Linked DNA regions of Xenopus laevis: region 1 is linked to region 2. Evidence: chromatin contacts called from public Hi-C data. All regions are on one chromosome and are shown on one strand. The core of a region is the stretch at or near the end of the contact, and the rest is flanking DNA. Distances in the headings are between cores, read along the strand shown. Region 1 has its middle 33 kb from the start of pomgnt1.L. Region 2 has its middle 20 kb from the start of tspan1.L.

Region 1 (4,069 bases), core at 1,043-3,542, 56 kb after region 2:
TAAATTCCGCAGGTGTGAATTTGCGGTGAATTTCCGTGTTACACCGGCAGCGAATAAATTCGTCGGCATCAAGAAAATTTGGACACACGTCGGAAAAGTCGATTGCGTCAAAACCGTCGCACGTCAACACTATTTGGACGCCCATTGACTTTAACGCCGGCGTCAAAATTCGAGTTTTGCTAGTTTCTCGCAAAGCCAAACGGGAGAAATTCGACCATCAATAGAGAGTAGTCATGACTAAGTATAAAGAAATGTGTAAGGTGGAACTCCATGGGGTCTAACTGGAGGCTGTAACCCATTAACCTTGGCCCTTTTTACTGGCCATTTATATCCCCTGTTGAGAATAAATACAATTTGGTGACCTATTTCATCCAGTCTTAAATTTTCCAACCTACCTGTTTATCACAAACTTTACACGGCTCATATTCAGATGAAAATGACAATCTTATTTACAAAGAACATCATTAGAAATGAACAGAGCATTCCAGTGATCCTTGGCAGATTGTTTTAAAAGGTAATATCGCCATATCAATGTCGCTTGCATTTTGTGCATATTGGAGCCGATTTACCAGTACTAAATTGCACACATACAGTTGCCAATGGCTATGAAGCAGAACTTTGTTTCAAACAGTCTAGTACAAAGAGAAAGGCATTACCTGATTGCTTTTGCCAATAAAATAAACAGAAACCAGAGAAGTAACGCGGCTTCCATCTGTGGGAATTGATTCCTTCTCACTGTTTCTACCACTGCTACACCATAACTTAGGGGGGATGTCTTTCTAAAGCAGTTCTGGCAGGGGGTTTGCCAACTCTGTAAATTGTTGTAAATTACACATTAATTGATACATTTCTTTTGCAAAATCCATTGTTCCATTAAAGGCAGTTGTTATAATGATACAATAGTTACTAATATTCCACAGATGCTGCTGAGAAATGTATCAACTAATGTAGTAAATTGTAACAGTTCAGAATCTGCACCTGAATTACTGAGCTGCCGGACTCAAACACCAGAGACAGGAACATTAAAGGGGTTGTACCCTTTTAAATGAACTTTTAGGGGAACATTTACTAAGGGACGAATATCCTGGGTTAATAAACCGTAGATATTCAACTGTCAAAGTAAAATCCTTCGACTTCGAAGTCGAAGGTTTTACCGCAAATACTTCGATCAAACGATTGAAGGAAAAATTGTTAGATCGATGGATTAAAATCCTTCGAAACGTTTGATTCAATTTAATCCATCGATCGTTTTCCTTTGATCAGAAAAAGCTTAGAAAACTTATGGGGAAGGTCCCCATAGGCTAACGTAGCTCGGTAGGTTTTAAGTGGCGAAGTAGGTAGTCGAAGTTTTTTTTAAAGAGATAGTACTTCGACTATCGAATGGTCGAATAGTCGAACGATTTTTAGTTCGAATCATTCGAATCGAAGTCGTAGTAGTCTATTAGATGGTCGAAGTACCCCCCAAAAAACTTTGAAATTCGATGTTTTTTTACTTCAAATCCTTCACTCGAGCTTAGTAAATGTGCCCCCAAGTATGACGTAGAGAGTGATATTCTGAGACAATTTGCAAATGGTTTTATTTTTTTATGATTTGTAGTTTTTCATTTATTAAGCTTTTTATTCAGCAGCTCTGCAATTTCAATAATCTGGTTGCTAGGGTCCACATTACCCTAGCAACCATGCATTGATTTGAATAAGAGACTGGAATATGAATAAGAGAGGCCTGAATAGAAAGAGGTGTGATAAAGGGTAGCAATAACAATAAGTTTGTAGCCTTACAGAGAATTTGTTTTTAGATGAGATGGATAGTGACCAAAATGTAAAAGTTGGAAAGAGTCAGAAGAAGGCAAATAATTAAAAAACTATAAAAAAATAAATAAAGAAGACCAATTGAAAAATTGCTTAGAACTGGTCATTCTATAACATACTAAAAGTTAAATTGAAGGTGAACCACCCCTTTAAACAGGAAAAAGTGTTTGAAAAATGAACAACCCTTTATTGGAAGTCTCAGCCATTCCTCATCTTGGAGCTCATAATTCTGTCTTGTGGTAGAGACCCTGGCTAGGGTTTGCTAGAAGTCACAGTGGTGTCTATGCTTGGAGTCCCAACACTGTTCTATGCAGGGTTTTGTGACTGTCAGTGTGTTATTGTATGCTGAACCTTAACTACAATTACAATATAAATGGGCACTGCAAGGCTAATCTTCAACCAGGGGTCACAGTGCAAACTACTCTTCAGTCGGAACACCTTGTACTGTAAAGGAGCAAAGAATTGTGCCTGTTAATGTACCCAGCACTGGTTATATATGGCTGACACACATGTGGAACATGACATTCCACTGGCACAATGGTATATTGTATTCCATTCAGTACACCTAGGGACATTTATTACCGTATGTGGTGTAAAATCCAGCATAAAAAAAATTGCCACACATCTCCATGTAAAAAACAAATTAAAAACAGCACTGAAGCAGTGTAAAATAACAGGGAAAATCTGGCGTTCGCATGGAGTAAGTTTACACACAGCTTTATAAATCCACCATTTATTTTACACAGCTTTTTACACCGTTGTTTTATCCAGCATAATAAATATACCCCTAAAGTAGAAGTACTTGGGGACACCAGATTCAATCGTTTGTGCTAGATTTTTAATCCAGAGCATGGTACAGAGAGCTCAGATTGCACTTTCCTTGTGAATAGAGGTGGCCATACACTATACGATCTGCTCGTTTGGCACGGTCACAAAATGAGCGGAACTTAAGCCGATATGCCCACTGACGGCTGGGCGATATCCGGTGAATCCGAACGTTCGGCCCTGGGGAACAATGCTGTGAATGGGCACCGACTGGTCGCAGGGCGTATCAACTAGCCGATGCTGTCCTAGATCGGAGAAAAAATTGCAAATTTTTTTGCAAACCGATTGATATCTGCCTGATTTTTGGCCTGATATAGATCGGGAGGACCCGTCGGGAGACCCCCCCTATGGGCAGATAAGCTGCCGAATTGGTCTAAAGGACCAATATCGGCAGCTTTAATTTGCCCCTGTATGGTCACCTTAAGAGCATGTAGGCACTAAGGGGAGTCACTTTTTGCCACTTGGCACATCTGCTTCTACCAGAAATGACACTCATTATTAAAAAAAAATCCCCAGTAGTGATTGGGGAGAAGAGTATTTACTCCTATGTATCAGGCCACCAATGACGGTATGATTTGTAGTTTTAACTTTTGGTCAGGCACATTTCTATAACCTTTACTTTCAACAATTGCTTCTTTCTAAACACAAGTACTGTATATTGTATTAATACAGATGTGATTAAAGCAATAAACAGTCAATATACTATTCCACACCTCTGGCATGCAGTGAAGCTCAACCTGTTTGGAATCAAATCCCCTTCTGTCATATGAACCTCAGGGTTGGCTTTAGGGCAAAAGGTGTTGAGTCTCAATGATCTATAGAAACAATTCAAGTGATATAAGGAATACTGTCATAGGAACATCAATTACTAGTGCTGCTCCAGCAGAATTATGCACTGAAATCTGTTTCTCAAAAGAGCAATTTTGAAATCGGACATGGGGCTACCATGTTGTCAATTTCCCAGCTGCCCCAGTCATGTGACTCAGTGCTTAGTCACTCTTTAGTGCTGTACTGCAAGTTGGAGTGATATCAACCCCCCCCCCGCAGCCTAACAAGAGAACAATGGGAAGGTAACCAGATAACTGCTCTATAAACACAAGATAACAGCTCCCTGGTAGATCTAAGAACAGCACTCAATAGTAAAGATCCAGGTACCACTGCGACATTCAGTTACATTGAGTAGGAGAAACAACAGCCTGCCAGAGAGCAGTTCCATTCTAAAGTGCTGGCTCTCTCTGAAAACACATGAGCAGATAAAAATGACCTGAGATGGCTGCCTACACACCAATATTACAACTAAAAAAATGCACTTGCTGGTTCAGGAATTAAATTTTATATTGTAGAGGGAATTATTTGCAATATAAACATTGTAATTTAGAAATAAAACATCATAAAAATCATGACAGAATCCCTTTAAATCTAACCAGCCTCATTA
Region 2 (3,948 bases), core at 624-3,123:
GATCAAATACACTCCTCTGGATTCAAGGTGGAAGGTGATAAAAAAATGAGCGAATTCATACTGAAATCAAGTCTTTTAATTATCTATAGCTCACGGCTTCAATACATTCCAGTTATCATTATGGAGAGATTCGAAACTTCAGTCTTTGTAACTGTATAAATGCATACGGTATGCAGTATATGCACAGCGCTGGATATATAAATGATAAACATAATAGAAAAACCATAATTAGCTGCATTTCAGTCATAAGTCCTCTGTATAACCATTACTTTTTTTTCTGAGGGATTTTCCCAGGGAAATGATGCCAGTGTTAATAAATTATACTTGGAAAGAATGATTTTATTTGCCTACACTACAAATATTTACACAACTTAATAAATAAGAGGAAATATGTATGGTGTAGTAGAATGAATGCAGGCATATTGTTGTGGATTTCTCTTTCTGCATCTCTTTTTTTTTTTGCTTCCCCCCATGTGGTACTGTAAGAAAATATGTACCCTGATATAAACTATTATCTACTTTGACAGATTAAAATATTTTCAGATTATGTCCTGTATTCACGTAGACAAATACAAGAGGTCTTCTGCACCCATTATCAATATGTTGAGGACACTGAGACATTTTATGCCTTAAGTTTAAAAATGCCCTCCCCTTCAAGCAAAACAGGGATTACTTTCAAGTTAAAAACTGGCAAAAATGGTTGCCCTTTTATTGGCCACCACTGGGATCACCTGACTAAAGCTGCAAACGGTGGGAGCTACAACATGGAGCTGACCACTACTCCTGTATAAACTATAGCAAAAAGGGAATGTTCTGTTCACCAAGAAATGGTAAACCATTACAGCCGGTATTTGTCCAAATATGTTTGTTTTGTATGATTCCTATGTTCTGTGACTTTGCGGCAGCCAAAAAGCCCTATACCACTACAGCCCCTATGATATCCCTAATGCACCACTCTTTCTCCATGTCCTTGGCATAACATTATTAGTTGTTTGCCATAGGGTGCATGTTATTATTGCACAGGTAACCTTCTCACTGGGGCATAGCACCCCCAAATGCATGGTGCCCTGCAGCAAAAGGAGAAGGAGGACTAAGGTTACACTGGTGGCTCCAGTTGCTGGTGGCTCCTGCTGGTCATAAGTGATGGCTCATTATACCTAGTCCATAAGACAGAAAAACAGAAAATATTTATTGTAATCTTTATCTAACCATTACATATTGTATTTAGCTGGAATTACACCTTTAAATACATAAATAGATTTAAAGAGATATTGAAAGCAAGTGCTGCTCTTAGTACCCAAGGCAGCAGGTAAATAAATATGACCAATAGCTTTATTTTCAGATCTGCAGATTAGGCCCTGTTAGTTAATGTTGGGTTGCAAGAAGTCTAGTTCAGAGTCAAAAGACCCAGAATGTGAAGAAAGCATTTCACAATGTCCCAGGAAGCAGTCATTCCAAGGAGAAGAGAGGGGTGCAAAATGGGACAGAGTTCAAAAGCAACCAGGGACAGATGGAATGAGCAAATTGCTGCAAACTGGACAAACACATGTAATTACATGGAAATGCATATAAGTGTGTAGCGGAAAGGAACTCTGTGAGAAAAAGGTCTTTTTTGGATAGTTTGTTTACAGAGAAGCATATGCTTAAATCAGTGTAATATGACAAGATGGACATTTTTGTTTAAATGGTCTGGCATCTTTGCTGGGACAATGTAGAAGAGAAAGGGAGAAGTCATGTAACTCAGACTTCTTACCTGGCAAAAAAAATAAAAATACAGGAGAGGAGAGTCAGTAAACTTGAGCTGTGGCTGTGATACAGCACTGTGCTTATCCAATGTGACAGCATAAAAAGCATTGAGCGTCGTGACTATTGAGAGTGGAAAAGTTTACCAATGCCTGGAGCCACACGGCCAAGCAATGTAAATTCCTCTTGTGATTCTGCACAGTGACACTGCTAGGGCCTACAATGGAATTGCAACAACACAAAGCTTGTTTTGCTGGGAAAAGCCATTTAGTCATCAGGTGAAATATTACCATACTGTGCTGAATGATCAAATGCAAGAACTGTTTCTAAGGCTTATTGTATGCATCAAATATAAGATTATATTTTAAATCAACTTTAAAGACACATGCCAAAGTCATTATAAAGAGTAAAGTATTTTGGTGAAGATTTTACCAGCCTGTAAGCGAGGGGGCAATATAATGAGGTAGCAAATAAAATTCAATACATTTTAGTCTTTAGCTGTGTTATCTTTTCTTGTGTGGAGATAGTTCAGTGTCCTTGCCTGGTGCATTGCTCACGTAAGACAGATTTAAATCTTTCTGTTGCAACAAATACATTTGTGTTAATGGTATAGTTCAATCACTGTAATGCCCCTGTACAAGTTGATGGTAGATAAGAAATAAATGGTAAGGGAAAACCAACCACTATTCCCACTTCTAAGCAGCACATAAAGCATGTTTTGCTTTGTACAAGTGTTGTTTACTTGCGGAAATGTAGGTTAGAGATTGAAAAATCTATAAAAGATATCAAACTGCTTAAGTGAGGAAAGAGTATATAACTATAATGATGTCATTACACCCACTCAGAAGAGACCACAGGCACACCTTAAATTTTCTTTCCCGTACAGCTCTTACTTTTTGTTCCATTATATACCTGTTTGGAAGAGCAATTATACAAACTGGTTTTTCCAGCTCTTCCCTGCCAGTGTTTTGAATACAGAGTAAAACAATCCTCTTTTATGAAAAATGTCATGAAAATGATATCTTCCTGCTTTTTCTAGTTTCCAAGAAGAATAGCTGCTACAGTTCTGATGAACGTTATGGAAGTTTTATCTTTAAAAAAAAGGATAAAAATATATATATTTTTATTAACTTTGGGGCTTTATAAGTGTCTGGACAAGGGAACAAATATACATAGCAAACATAACAATCAGACTTAATATTTTTCTTATATCACAAGCAGTTGCATGGGGGTCAAACCAGCATTTGGGTTGCAGTTACGATGGAATTATGGGGAAAATGTGGCATTGTAAGGATGAGTATATGGACGATGCAAGGGCATCAGTCAAAATACCCAAACTAGATATAAATTGTTAATAGATTCAGCCAGAAAGATCCAAGCCTTCTTCACACAAAATGTTACTATTAGAGGCACATTTATCAAAGGTCGAATTTTGAATTGATGTGAGTTTTTAAAACCTCCCCTAAACTCCTACTCAATTCGAGTTTTTTCTCCGCAAAAAACTCAAATGTCAGGAAGACTGCAAACAACTCCAAATTGATCCCTGGACCTCTTCCATTGACTTAAAGGGCCAGTAACATCAATTTTTTTTATTTGTTAGCATAAAACAAAAAAAAAACACAGAGACAAATGAAACGTTTAAATCGCTAAGTTTCCGAAACTCTGCTTGCGCTCCTCTTCAGAAAAGGCGGTGCGGCGACGACCCATCATGCAGTGCTTGATTTCTCCTCCCTGGGTATCTCCTATAAGGAAGGCAGGGAGGAGAAATTGAGAGCCGCACAATGGATCACCGGATCGCCTTTTCTGAAGAGGAGCGCAAATGGAGTTTGGTAAGTTATTTCTTAATAAAGACTTAGCGATTTAAAAATGTAATTTGTCTTTGTGTTTTTTTTCGTTCTATACTAACGAATTAAAAAAAAATTATGTTACTGGTCCTTTAATTGGCAATTCGTCAGGTTTTAGGTGGCAAATAGTCAAATTCGTGTCCTAAAAGGGCCAGAATATGATAAATCTCAAATTAAATTGTTTTTTTTAAAAACTTGAATCCAATTTGAATAACTCCATAGTCGAATTTGACAGTTTTGACCAAAAAATAAAATAAATTGAAAATTCGATAAATCTGCCCCTTAGTATAGATGGGTACTCACAAACAGACTTAAACTGAGGCAGTACTCCCGGTGTCAGGAATACACAGCTGACATATCT

Evidence for each region. Hi-C and Micro-C count contacts between places; a contact is called where the count stands out from the background.
Region 1: a contact with region 2 is called in a Hi-C map of the XTC cell line, with 3 times the contacts expected there. The contact joins two enhancer-like sites. A contact is called at or near these places in 3 of 4 Hi-C or Micro-C datasets (the XL177 cell line, the XTC cell line and animal cap).

What each region holds. Positions count from the first base shown.
Region 1 is chr4L:88,011,914-88,015,982 of Xenopus_laevis_v10.1, forward strand. No RefSeq gene overlaps it. Among protein-coding and RNA genes, the nearest start is that of pomgnt1.L, 33 kb to the right of the region's middle. Within about 2 kb of position 2,293, at least 1 of the 7 cell types and tissues checked has an H3K27ac peak or open chromatin away from gene starts, as enhancers often do.
Region 2 is chr4L:87,956,433-87,960,380 of Xenopus_laevis_v10.1, forward strand. No RefSeq gene overlaps it. Among protein-coding and RNA genes, the nearest start is that of tspan1.L, 20 kb to the right of the region's middle. Within about 2 kb of position 1,874, at least 2 of the 7 cell types and tissues checked have an H3K27ac peak or open chromatin away from gene starts, as enhancers often do.